Regions from separate parts of the Macaca mulatta genome. Here region 2 is linked to region 1. The links are chromatin contacts, called in public Hi-C maps. All regions are on one chromosome and are shown on one strand. The core of a region is the stretch at or near the end of the contact, and the rest is flanking DNA. Distances in the headings are between cores, read along the strand shown.

Region 1 (5,403 bases), core at 871-3,370:
CGTAATCATCACTACCATTTTACATTTAAGTTTCCACTTAAGGTTCTTAAGAACAAAGAGGATGAGTAATTAGTCAGAAGTCACACATCTGGTAAGGGGCAGTGTCAGAATTTGAACCCAGGCCTCTTGGCTCCAGTGTTGGTGTTCTTTATCACTACTCCAGCACTGCCTCCCTATATTAGAGTTAAAATTAGATAATATCTTAAATCTTAAGGAGAGGAGGAAATGGGCATCAATTGACAACATCCATTTGTCAAAATAATTACTGTGTTTTTTTGTTGTTATTCTTATTTGTTGACTATTTAACTCTCTGAATATCTGCAGAAACTTTACCTTTACAAATTTTCTTGTTTATTGTTTAGGTAACAGGCATACGTGGTCGTCCAGGACCGGCAGTAAGTAGCTTCTCCCAATATTCATGGTACTCTTGTATTCCTTGATATACTGAAAATCTTTACACTTATTATATCCATGAGAAGATAAAAGAATTAAACAATGATGCTTGGTCTCTTAAAGCATTTTGTCTTAAACCATCTTCAAGTTAGACATTCCTTTGCAGCAGTGAATGGTAGATAAGGGGTCGTTTTATTCTGAAACTGAAGAAACACCATGTTAGTCTTGCTGTTGGTTATGTAAAAGGCAGAACACTTTATTGTTACATTTGTTAATTTTGGTTCGACTTTGTTCACTGAAATTAGGGCATAATTGTGTGTTGTTTGACTATGATTAATGATGGGCTAGTTTTATCTGCTTAATAAAATTAAATTATATATTGCAGTAGAATATGGGAAATCATACAGCCATATTTATGGCTTAGTATAAAAGACTAAGTTTTTCAAGTTTGGATTATCAGCAGTATTCATAACATATACACACACTTCATATAAATGTTAAACACATCAAATCAACTTAAATAAAATACTAAGTCAGCTTTAATGGACTCACTCTGGTTCTTCTGAAGCCCTCACTTTTAAACGATGCTATATGTTGGGTTGAGTAAATACACAATATAATCTTCATAACTCACTTTAAATCCTCTTTTAAAGAGAAACAAAGTTCCCCTGACAACATCCATTTCCCAGGGGGAAAAAAAGCCATTTTAAGATATCAGCACTATAACACCACTTTTGAAATATAATAGTCATTTGTTATTTAAGGGAAAAGTAACTGTAATTAAGAATTGGAAATTTCTAAGGGGTTTTAAACATACAAGGGAAATAATGCCATATTCTAAATAAAGTAAAAAGATGCTTGAATGTATATAAAGCAGTATTATAGTAGTCTAAGAGGCTTTCCTTTCCATTGCTTTTATCAGCAACTTGAACAGTGATGAACATTTTGGGGTATCATGTACCAATTTGATTTCATACAGTCCCTGGAATAATTGATAATTTGTGGTTTGCACATTTATGTAATTTTTCAAAATCAGAACTGTAAGTTTTTGTGCTCAGAGTTTTGTGGCAAAGGCTATACCTGGGAGAGGACAGCAAATATGATCCTTAAAAATTTGCAATTACTAGTCAAGCTAATCTGTTTAGCTCACTATGCTTCATGATGCCATAATGTACACCTAGTTCTTTATAGGTCTTTAAATTTCACTGATAAAATAAACAAGACTTCTAAGTGTACAGAACTTTTATATGCACATGGCTTTATTCTCTATAGTCTTCAACTGAACTGAATTAAGTGTGGTATTTCTGTTTTCCAATTTTCTTTTATCAAGTAAACTTTTAAAAAATTCAATAAGAAAGTATAAATTTTTGCATGCATAATCATTATTTTCTGTTTTAGGGACCTCCAGGATCACAGGGACCAAGAGGAGAGCGAGGGCCAAAAGGAAGACCTGTAAGTTGACAAGAGGGCTCCTTGTGGGGAACGTGTAGCCAGTCAGTTTACACTGTGTTCTGTGAATGCAGCAAGGAGCTGGGAGCACTGTTCCTCTTTCACCCCATTAAATGTTAGAAAAATACAATAATAATTGTATATTATCTTATTAGATAACACAAATGATATTTCCTTGTCCCTTATGAGGTCAAATCAAAATAAAGTAGAACTTAAGGAAGCATAATTAACATATCCTGAGTTTCACTCATGAGTAAGCAATGCCAAGAATGTACTGTTGAGATAAAACATCCAAGTTATGTGATCTGTGGTTGCCACAGGAATAACCAAGCTGGATATGGGAAACAATTGTTAGAGGGTAAAATTTTCTTTCAAGTGGTTGCACAACAAGTTTATTTCCCAGGTAGCACTCTGCCTTTTTCACTCAGCAGCCACTGCAGAGATATCAAAGGAGTAATTTTAAAAATCAGCAATCCCATTACCAGACAAGTGAAATACCTTTAAAATAAAATAATGACCTCAATATCCTTGAGGTAAAACATAAGGATACTATATAATATATACCAAAGGTTTTCTTTTATTACTTATCTGCACAGAATACATGTTGTTCTCAAGTGTTAGGGTTAGAACGTTTTTTCTTTTCACTTTTTTTTTTTTTTTTTTGGAGAGAGCTTCACTCTGTCATCCAGGCTGGAGTGCAGTAGCGTGATCTCAGCTCACAGCAAGCTCTGCCTCCTGGGTTCATGCCATTCTTTTGCCTCAGTCTCCTGAGTAGCTGGGACTACAGGCACCAGCCACCACACCCAGCTAGTTTTTTGTATTTTTTAGTAGAGATGGGGTTTCACCGTGTTAGCCAGAATGATCTTGATCTCCTGACCTCGTGATCTGCCCACCTCGGCCTCCCTACAACGTTTTTTCTTATATATCACTTCTAAAATCTAATGTCTTTCATATATTATATAACTGTATTAATTTGTATATTGCTTTCATTATCCCATGTTTCAATTAGAAAAATTTTTTGTACTGTTTAATTTTTTCTCTAATGATATCTACTAAAACTCTCAGTAGATTTTTATCCTTTTAAATATATATTTATCCATATTTAAATGGGAGGATTAGAAGATAAGGAAACAACAGACAACTTGAAATGTATAAATGAGGATAAAATATATTTTAGATCATATGCCTAGGAACTCTTGCCACTAGTTTCATCCTTGTTACTACATTATCCTTCTACTCATTTCACCTCATATATAGTGTGATGTCAGTACTTTTTCTTAAATGGGGCTGCAGTATGGATGGTATTTGCAGGCATGTAGGTGCAAAGCAGTGCCCCAAGAGGTTGGACATATCCATATAGGTGAGCAGCAGGACTGTATTCACATTATTTTATGCCCCATTCTTCACTGTGGTTGTGTTGAGTTTTCTCACTAGTGTTGGTAGCTTAAACTCTGTTGTAGCTCTCCAGATGTCTGTCCTAGATCTAGAAAGACAGAAATAGGTAGAAAATAACATCAGTTGGGTGGAGGATGGGTGGTCATTAAAAAAAAAAGATTTTGCATCGGTGTATTTGTACACTGTAAGTAATTGACAACATTGGGTCCTAAATCTACGTAGAAGTTGTGGGACCAGACTTCCAGAGTTCCTGGTTAAGATCTGACGAATCTGCTCCCCAACACTTCTCACTTATTTTCCCTATTTGACTTTGTGATGTGGTCAGTTTCCTACCTTGGTTAGGCCTGAGACAATCAATGTGAATTGGGTATAAGTGTGTGTGCATTTTGTGTGTATGTGTCAGAAAGAGCGAGAGAGAGCGAGAGATTGAGAGAGAGAGAGAGAGAGAGAAAGGGGGGTAGATTTTTTATGAGGAATCAAGTGAGACAACCCTGGCAGATATCCAAGTAGGAAATCTCTTCCTCTGTTAATCCTAGCAAACAGGTAGTGTGATACAACTCTTTCAATGCCTGCCTACATGGGTTTAAAGATATGAAATGATGTATAGCTTTGCATGAAATGATGTATATGAAATGATGGGCATGATGTAACAGAATGCCCATAGGCAGAATGTTTTGCCTCATACCTCAAGCCTTCTAGGAGCTGCTTAACTGGACTAAAATTATGGCTGTCACAATATAGGGTGGTTCTGCAATCAGAAATAGCATTCCCCCCGCCCGTGCAATTATATTACCATCAAACAGTTTAGAAGATTCACAATGTACAGCATGGTTTCTCACTGTCAACACTATTGATATTTTAGGCCAAATAATTCCATATGCATAGTAGAAAGTTTTGCAGCATTCCTGGTATCTACCCACTGGATGCCAGTTGAAACTGCCATTCCCCATACAATTGTGACAGTTAAAAATGTTTCCTGACATTGCCAAATCTAGGCAAAATAGCTCTGGACTGAGAACTACTATGTCAGTAGTCCAGTATGAGATACTACCATAAAACCTTCAGGATTAGCCAATGATTTTCACTACTGTCTTTCATCACACATCCTCAATTTTAAGTGTATTGTTCAGATAACTTCATAGTGACAAACTAGCGACCTGACAGGAGATGGACCATCAATGATGTGCTAAGTTCTAGTTGCATGTGACCCTTAACCACTATTGGTATGTTTCCTGATCTGTAAAATGGGAAATATACTAGATCTTAACATCTATAACGTGTGTGTGTGTGTGTGTGTGTGTGTCTCAGAGAGAAAGAGAGAGACAGAGAAACGAGAGAAATGAAGTTCTTGACAGTTCCTGGTCATTCGTCTTTTCTCCTTGTGGATGTTTAAACATCGCCATCTAGTGGCAACCTCGAAGTACTTTTTTATTGTAGGTTACTGGGGAGATAATTTGAGTATCTTGGAAATGGAAGGGAAGGATAATAAATGTAACATTTACCTTAATATAAGAATTATGTAATTCAGCTCACTTGAAGATATAAAAAAGATACTTTTAATGAGCTCCCAAATTCTAATTTGCTTTTGGTATTTACCAGTAAACATTCTTGTGTTCACTTAATTTCAGATAATTTTTATAAAAGTTTTTATTAATTTTAATCCTAATTTGTACAACAGTAAATTTCATAAGCTATTTAGAGGGGATTCCATGGAGGCATATAATAAATCATGAATCAATGAAAACAATCTTAGGATCAGACTTTGAAACATGATTGTTAATTACAGAAGAATGGAGAAAGTCACAATCTCTTTGGAGGACTAGTGAATATTTCACAAACTTGTCTCCACTCCTGTTGACGCTAAACGTAGTTTTGTGTGTGTCTCTTTGAAAATCTCATTGGGCGCAGAGATTATACATTAGTTCACTTTGTGTATGTAATAATATCTGGTTATTAATTAGCAATTGAACATTGCAAGAACAGATTCAGAGTTTTCTACACAAGGCTGTATGAATAAACCAGACTATTATTTTGTCTATGCTGCCTTAAACATATCCAGTTCATGTTACGCACATTCGTATGATCCAGGAGTCCTACAGAACAACTGAAATCAGCCTGTTTTGTATAATGAAGTGTGAAGTAAATTGATAGTAGCTTAGGAGTCAG
Region 2 (5,403 bases), core at 2,015-4,514, 180 kb before region 1:
CAGACTATAACATTCAGTTTATGGTAGTTTTTATTTGAATAAACTTTTGCATCAAATCTATTTATAAATAATTTCAAGTTTTCTCTTGCCCAGTAGTATATCTTCCTAACTGTCTTGTTCCTGTAAAATATTTTAGACATACTGCATCCTGGTACACTTGCAATGACAAAAGTTCAATTCAGCAATTTTTGTAGACTTTAAAAAAATAAACTAGCTTATAATACTCTAGCTATAAAAATAATACATCTTTAACTTTTAAATTTTGTTTTGATTTACTTTTTAAAAATTAGGTTTGGTGTTTGGTCTGAAAGTGTTCGTGGCTCGTCTTTTTTTAAATTTATTTTTATTTATTTTTATTTTTATTTTTTTAACAAAAATGCTATATTCACTTTACAATAACTACACATACTAAAGATTTTGGCCAACATTGTGTATATCTGTGTCAATATCTATATCTATCCAACTTTTGTATATGCCACACTCAATTGAAAATGATGGTTTTTCTATTAATATGACATAGGTTTCTTTTCTAAAATATCTTTCATTTAGATTTCTCTTTGCTGTCATCTAGAAGTCTATGTTTCTTTTTTTTACTCTCACTTTATAGGCTTAATTATTGCCATTCCTTTTATCTTGAATGCTTATCTTTCTTCAGTCTATGTTCCTTCCCTTTCCTTTATCAAGTTCTTGCCATATGCTAGTTTGTCTTGTTCTTTATTTCTTTCCTTCTCATCTTCCTTCTGTTCTTTTATTTTTAAACTAGGATTTTTAAAATATAAAATTAAAATAGAGTTGGAAAACAAAGGTAGTGCATTTAATTTAAGGATATTCATATTTTCTTGATGTTGTTTTCTTGAATAACACATGATAGAGGAAGAGTAAATCAAACAGATGAAAGTAATTTAAAACAAGTATAATGGGTATTTTCAGAGATCTAAAGAAATGTAATCAAAATATAGGGCAAAAAAGAACTCTTATGAAGAGGGACCAATTAGAGATGATAGGTATGAAAACATGACTGCTAAAATAATAAACCAAAAAATAGATATAGCTAAAGAAGTAATGAGCTAAAATATTAGGTCAGTGAACCCTCCTAGAAGGCATTAAAGTAACAGAATGATGAGAAACTAGTTCAGTGATATGGAGAACAAAAGAAGTATTATTTTATCTAAGAGCAGTCCTAGAGAGAGAAAAAAGAAAAGAAGAAATAGAAATATTTCAAGAAGTAATTACATGGGATTTTCAAAAACCAAAGAAAAATGAAAGAATTCAGGTTGAAAGCTCAGAGTGTGCCAAACAGGATATAAGAAAAATCTAATGTTAGACTCTTTATAATGGATTTTAAGAGTAAAGGCAAAGAAAAAATTCTAAAAACTATTTGAAAACATGGTTTATGACTTCTGATGTTTAATTTTCTGTTTCTTCCAAGAAGTATGCTTTGCAGATTGCTGATATATAATACGTTTTCTTGACTGACTGACTGAATATTCTCCTTAATTATTAACCAAGCAAGAAGGTAATGCCATTCACTATCCTCCATCAAAATTTCCTGGATAAAAACCAATAAGATGAAAATCTCTACGGTAATTGAGAAATACTTAATTAATTTTCTAGAAATTAAAAAAGTTTTAATTCTCTAATGGGAGTAAAATATTTTTTCCTGAAACTAGCTACTGCCCAGTGTCTGAACAGATATAGAATAATATCTGGTTCAGCTTATCAAGAGAAAGAATATAAGAAAAACACTATCAGATTGTGATTTAGAAGAAATATGGTAGAAAATATCCCCTAAAGTTGTTTTGTGTCGACTGAGCAGTGCATCTCCAAGGTTTCTATGGTTTTTTGTTCTTGCCTGAACTCTAATACTTAATAGTAAAGGTAACATTTCTGGGGGCACTATTGACCTCCTTGTTCCCACTCACTTTGGAAACCCAAATAGATTTCAATTTTTCCTGAAGGGAAAAGAAAGTCTCTGACTACCAAACCCATATGCATATACTGCCAAAGGGGACTTGCACATCACCACTGTTTTGCCCAGTGTATTTTGTCAAGTAATACATAGAGGCATTGACAACTGGCTATTCTTTTAGAATATTTTTAGTGATTCTGTGATGAAGACATTGGATCTATGAGTATCTGTATTTGATAACAATATGGAACAATATACTTTGATTTTATTTAAAAATACATTGTGCATCCATAGAATCCCTATATACTTTGCGGCTAGCAAGGCTTTTCTTGTTTCTCAAACCTAGTGTCTTCCCAAACTGTATCCTGAAAAGACTCCTGCATCCTCTGATTCTTAGGTCTAGGAAAAATGGCTAGGTGTGCCTTTGTAATGTCTGTGATGTTTGACTCTTAAGGGGTATAGAGAGCAGCAAGAATTTATGGTGATTGACCTGAACTCACAGGTAATAATTAACCCAGCCTTTGAGTTTTCAACCTGTTATTTTATGAAACAAGCCATACTTGTTTTTGCTTACTCTTAATTCTCTGATGTGCTTCCATGAATCTTGGGGTCATGTTAAGAACAGTTTGATTGACTTACATTTGTATATAGTCCTTAGATAATTGAAAGACCTATGGTCAGAGGGCTTCTTGTTTTCAATTTTGTGTGAACAATATTAATACTATTAATAATGACTGATTTTATTCATCACTTAGTATAGGTTGGTCCCCAAATTATGTATTTTATATGTTGCCTAGTTTCATTTCTACATATAATTTTTATTATCTTCATTGTACAAATGAGAAAATAGAGTTGGAGTGGCAAAATAATGTCCCCAGAGTTTTATAGTTGATGCATGGCAAAACTGAGATTCAAATGCAGATCTGTTTTACTCCAAAAATCAATTTAGGTTACAATGATGAGCATTCATAAAATATACCTTTTCTAAATTAGCAAAATAAGAAAACTAAATGCCAATAAATTAATAATTCTGTCTTATTTTTTAGACAGAATTTATGGCAATTGAGCAGGAAGTTTAAGTAATACATCCAAGAGAAATGAGATGAGAGCTCAAAAATTTTGAAAACTACCAGAAAGTATGAAATAATACATCATTGCAAAAGAGAAAACAAATCTAAGGTTTTAAAAATATATTAAATCTAAGTTCCGATGCTATTTTCCAGAAACAATATAGAAGTATTCCAACATATTTAAATATATTTTTTATAAGATAGATTTCTAAAATGCTAGAGCCTTAAGTGAGTCAAACTTACATAATGTGACTCATAACTGAGCAATTCCTACGGAAAATTTAAATGTGGCAATCGGACAATAATTTTATGCAATATGGTCAGCATGCACTTGAAAACTCCAGCACATATTTAGCAGTCATTTGGAAATCTGATGTCATTCATAAAACCAGAAAACTATTCCCAGATTTTTCTATGCCCTTAACCTCACAGTACACAATTTACTGTAAGTAAGCAACAGGGGCTAAGACATCTCAGCAGGCACGTAAACCAGTAAGTATATGACATTAAATAGCATGTGGTGGTTATTACACATAGTGAATAAAAGCCCTAACACAATCATCTTCATCTCTGTTCTCAGAGTACACACTGCCTAATTTGGAGAAAACAAATGTAGAACTTGGTTGATGAGACAAAAATTTGAAATCATAAGCATTCTGTGTAGTGTGTGTGAGACAGATTACCACAATTTCCTAGCAGCTTTTTGTGTAACTGATAGGAAGAAATATGTATCAATATTTTGCTTCTGGAACAGAAAGATAGTTATTAGTCTAAACCATATTAAATTGCTGATATTCAGCTATTTTTTACCTAAAGAGTGAAAATTTCATAATGTTAAACCTCATGCAAACACGAAATCAATTGGTTCATGATGTTGGGTTGTTACAAACAATCAAAAAGAATAGTGTTATTTGGAAAAAGAAGCTTTCTGTGTTTTTATGTATTTTTAGTTAACCAGTTAGTTGGGGGGTATTTAAAAAGGAGGTTTAAAAATCAAAACACAGTAAACTAATAGTAATCTGTAAGATTTGCCTCCAAATTATGGATGGTAGAATTAATTCCAGAAGATTGGAACTTTAGAAGAAAGCATTCTCTTTTATTTGAAAAATAATGTGATTAGGCCAGGCACAGTGATTCATGCCTGTAATCCTAGCACTTTGGGAGGCTGAGGCGGGCAGATCACGAGGTCAGGAGTTCGACACCAGCCTGGCCAATATGGTGAAGCCCTGTCTCTACTAAAAATACAAAAATTAGCCAGCGTGGTCGCGCATGCCTGTAATCCAGCTGCTGGAGAGGCTGAGGCGGAAGAATCACTTGAACCCGGGAGGCAGAGGTTTCAGTGAGCTGAAATCATGCCACTGCACTTCAGCCCATGCAGCAGAGCAAGACGCTATCTCAAAAAAAAAAAAAAAAAAAAAAAAAAAAAAAAAAAAAAAAGAAAGCAAGAAAGCTAATGTAATTAAAAAGATACTCCATTTTAAAATTTTATATATACATTTACTATATAAATAATGATATTTTGAAAAAAGATACCCAAATGGCAAATGAGAAAACTATGCTGCAGAAATTTAGAAGGTAGCATTTTCCTTTTATGAGAATCATTTAATGCTAATAAAAATACTTTGCTAACGTTTAAAATTAGGTAGTCTAAGAATCAAATATCATTGAATATAATTGATAACTTCTATGCAAAAGTAGGCAGGCATGTGATAGAAAGATACGTAAATCGAAAAATTGTATTTCTGTTAATCATCTCAGAGCTTCAATAAGCTTCACTGTTATATGGCTCATGCTTGATTTACTATAGCCAAAGGAACTAAAATCCTCGAAGAGCTTTTCCAGTTAAGGATCCTTTTTTCTAGAAATAACTAAGTCACCAAGCAGAGCAAAAAGTGGAATATCATAAGTAAAGAAAAAGATTAAAGATAAAAATAATTATACACAAACTAAAAAAATAAAAATTGTGCTCATTCAATAATTGCCCACAGGTCTTGCATTGAAGAGTATCAATGCATTATATTTTATTTTTTATTACTGAGTAGGTTAACCATGAACACTAGAAATATTTGAAACAATAAATTGTAAAGCTAGAGAACAAAAGTATAAAGATAAAAATATATCATTATTCAATATTTGTTATTTTTTTTTTGCCTTTGGCATGAAATACTAATTCTGTTTGGTATAATTTCCCACAGGGATGAATGAAAAAAAGTAACTTTCATTAAGCACTTTATCAAGAAAGTTCTTTGCTTATATAGTAGAAAAAAAGCCAAGTTAGCTATAATTCTCCAGTGTGTTCTGTAATTTACTGACCACTTTGCTAGAGAAAGGTCTGTGTTTTTAGCGCAGAAACTGAGGCTGGGCTGAATTGTTCATGTAACTAAGGGTGGGACAATTCAGGCTGTGAGGGGGATGCCAGAGGAA

The links. Hi-C and Micro-C count contacts between places; a contact is called where the count stands out from the background.
Region 2: a contact with region 1 is called in a Hi-C map of fibroblasts, with 1.9 times the contacts expected there. The contact joins two enhancer-like sites. A contact is called at or near these places in 3 of 14 Hi-C or Micro-C datasets (fetal cortex germinal zone, fetal cortical plate and fibroblasts).

What each region holds. Positions count from the first base shown.
Region 1 is chr12:94,047,473-94,052,875 of T2T-MMU8v2.0, reverse strand. COL5A2 (collagen type V alpha 2 chain) reads left to right here. Exons shown (of 50, transcript XM_077957304.1): 3 at 363-395; 4 at 1,792-1,845. Among named protein-coding and RNA genes, the nearest start is that of COL5A2, 7.9 kb to the left of the region's middle. Within about 2 kb of position 2,120, at least 3 of the 40 cell types and tissues checked have an H3K27ac peak or open chromatin away from gene starts, as enhancers often do.
Region 2 is chr12:94,232,047-94,237,449 of T2T-MMU8v2.0, reverse strand. No RefSeq gene overlaps it. Among named protein-coding and RNA genes, the nearest start is that of COL5A2, 180 kb to the right of the region's middle. Within about 2 kb of position 3,264, at least 2 of the 40 cell types and tissues checked have an H3K27ac peak or open chromatin away from gene starts, as enhancers often do.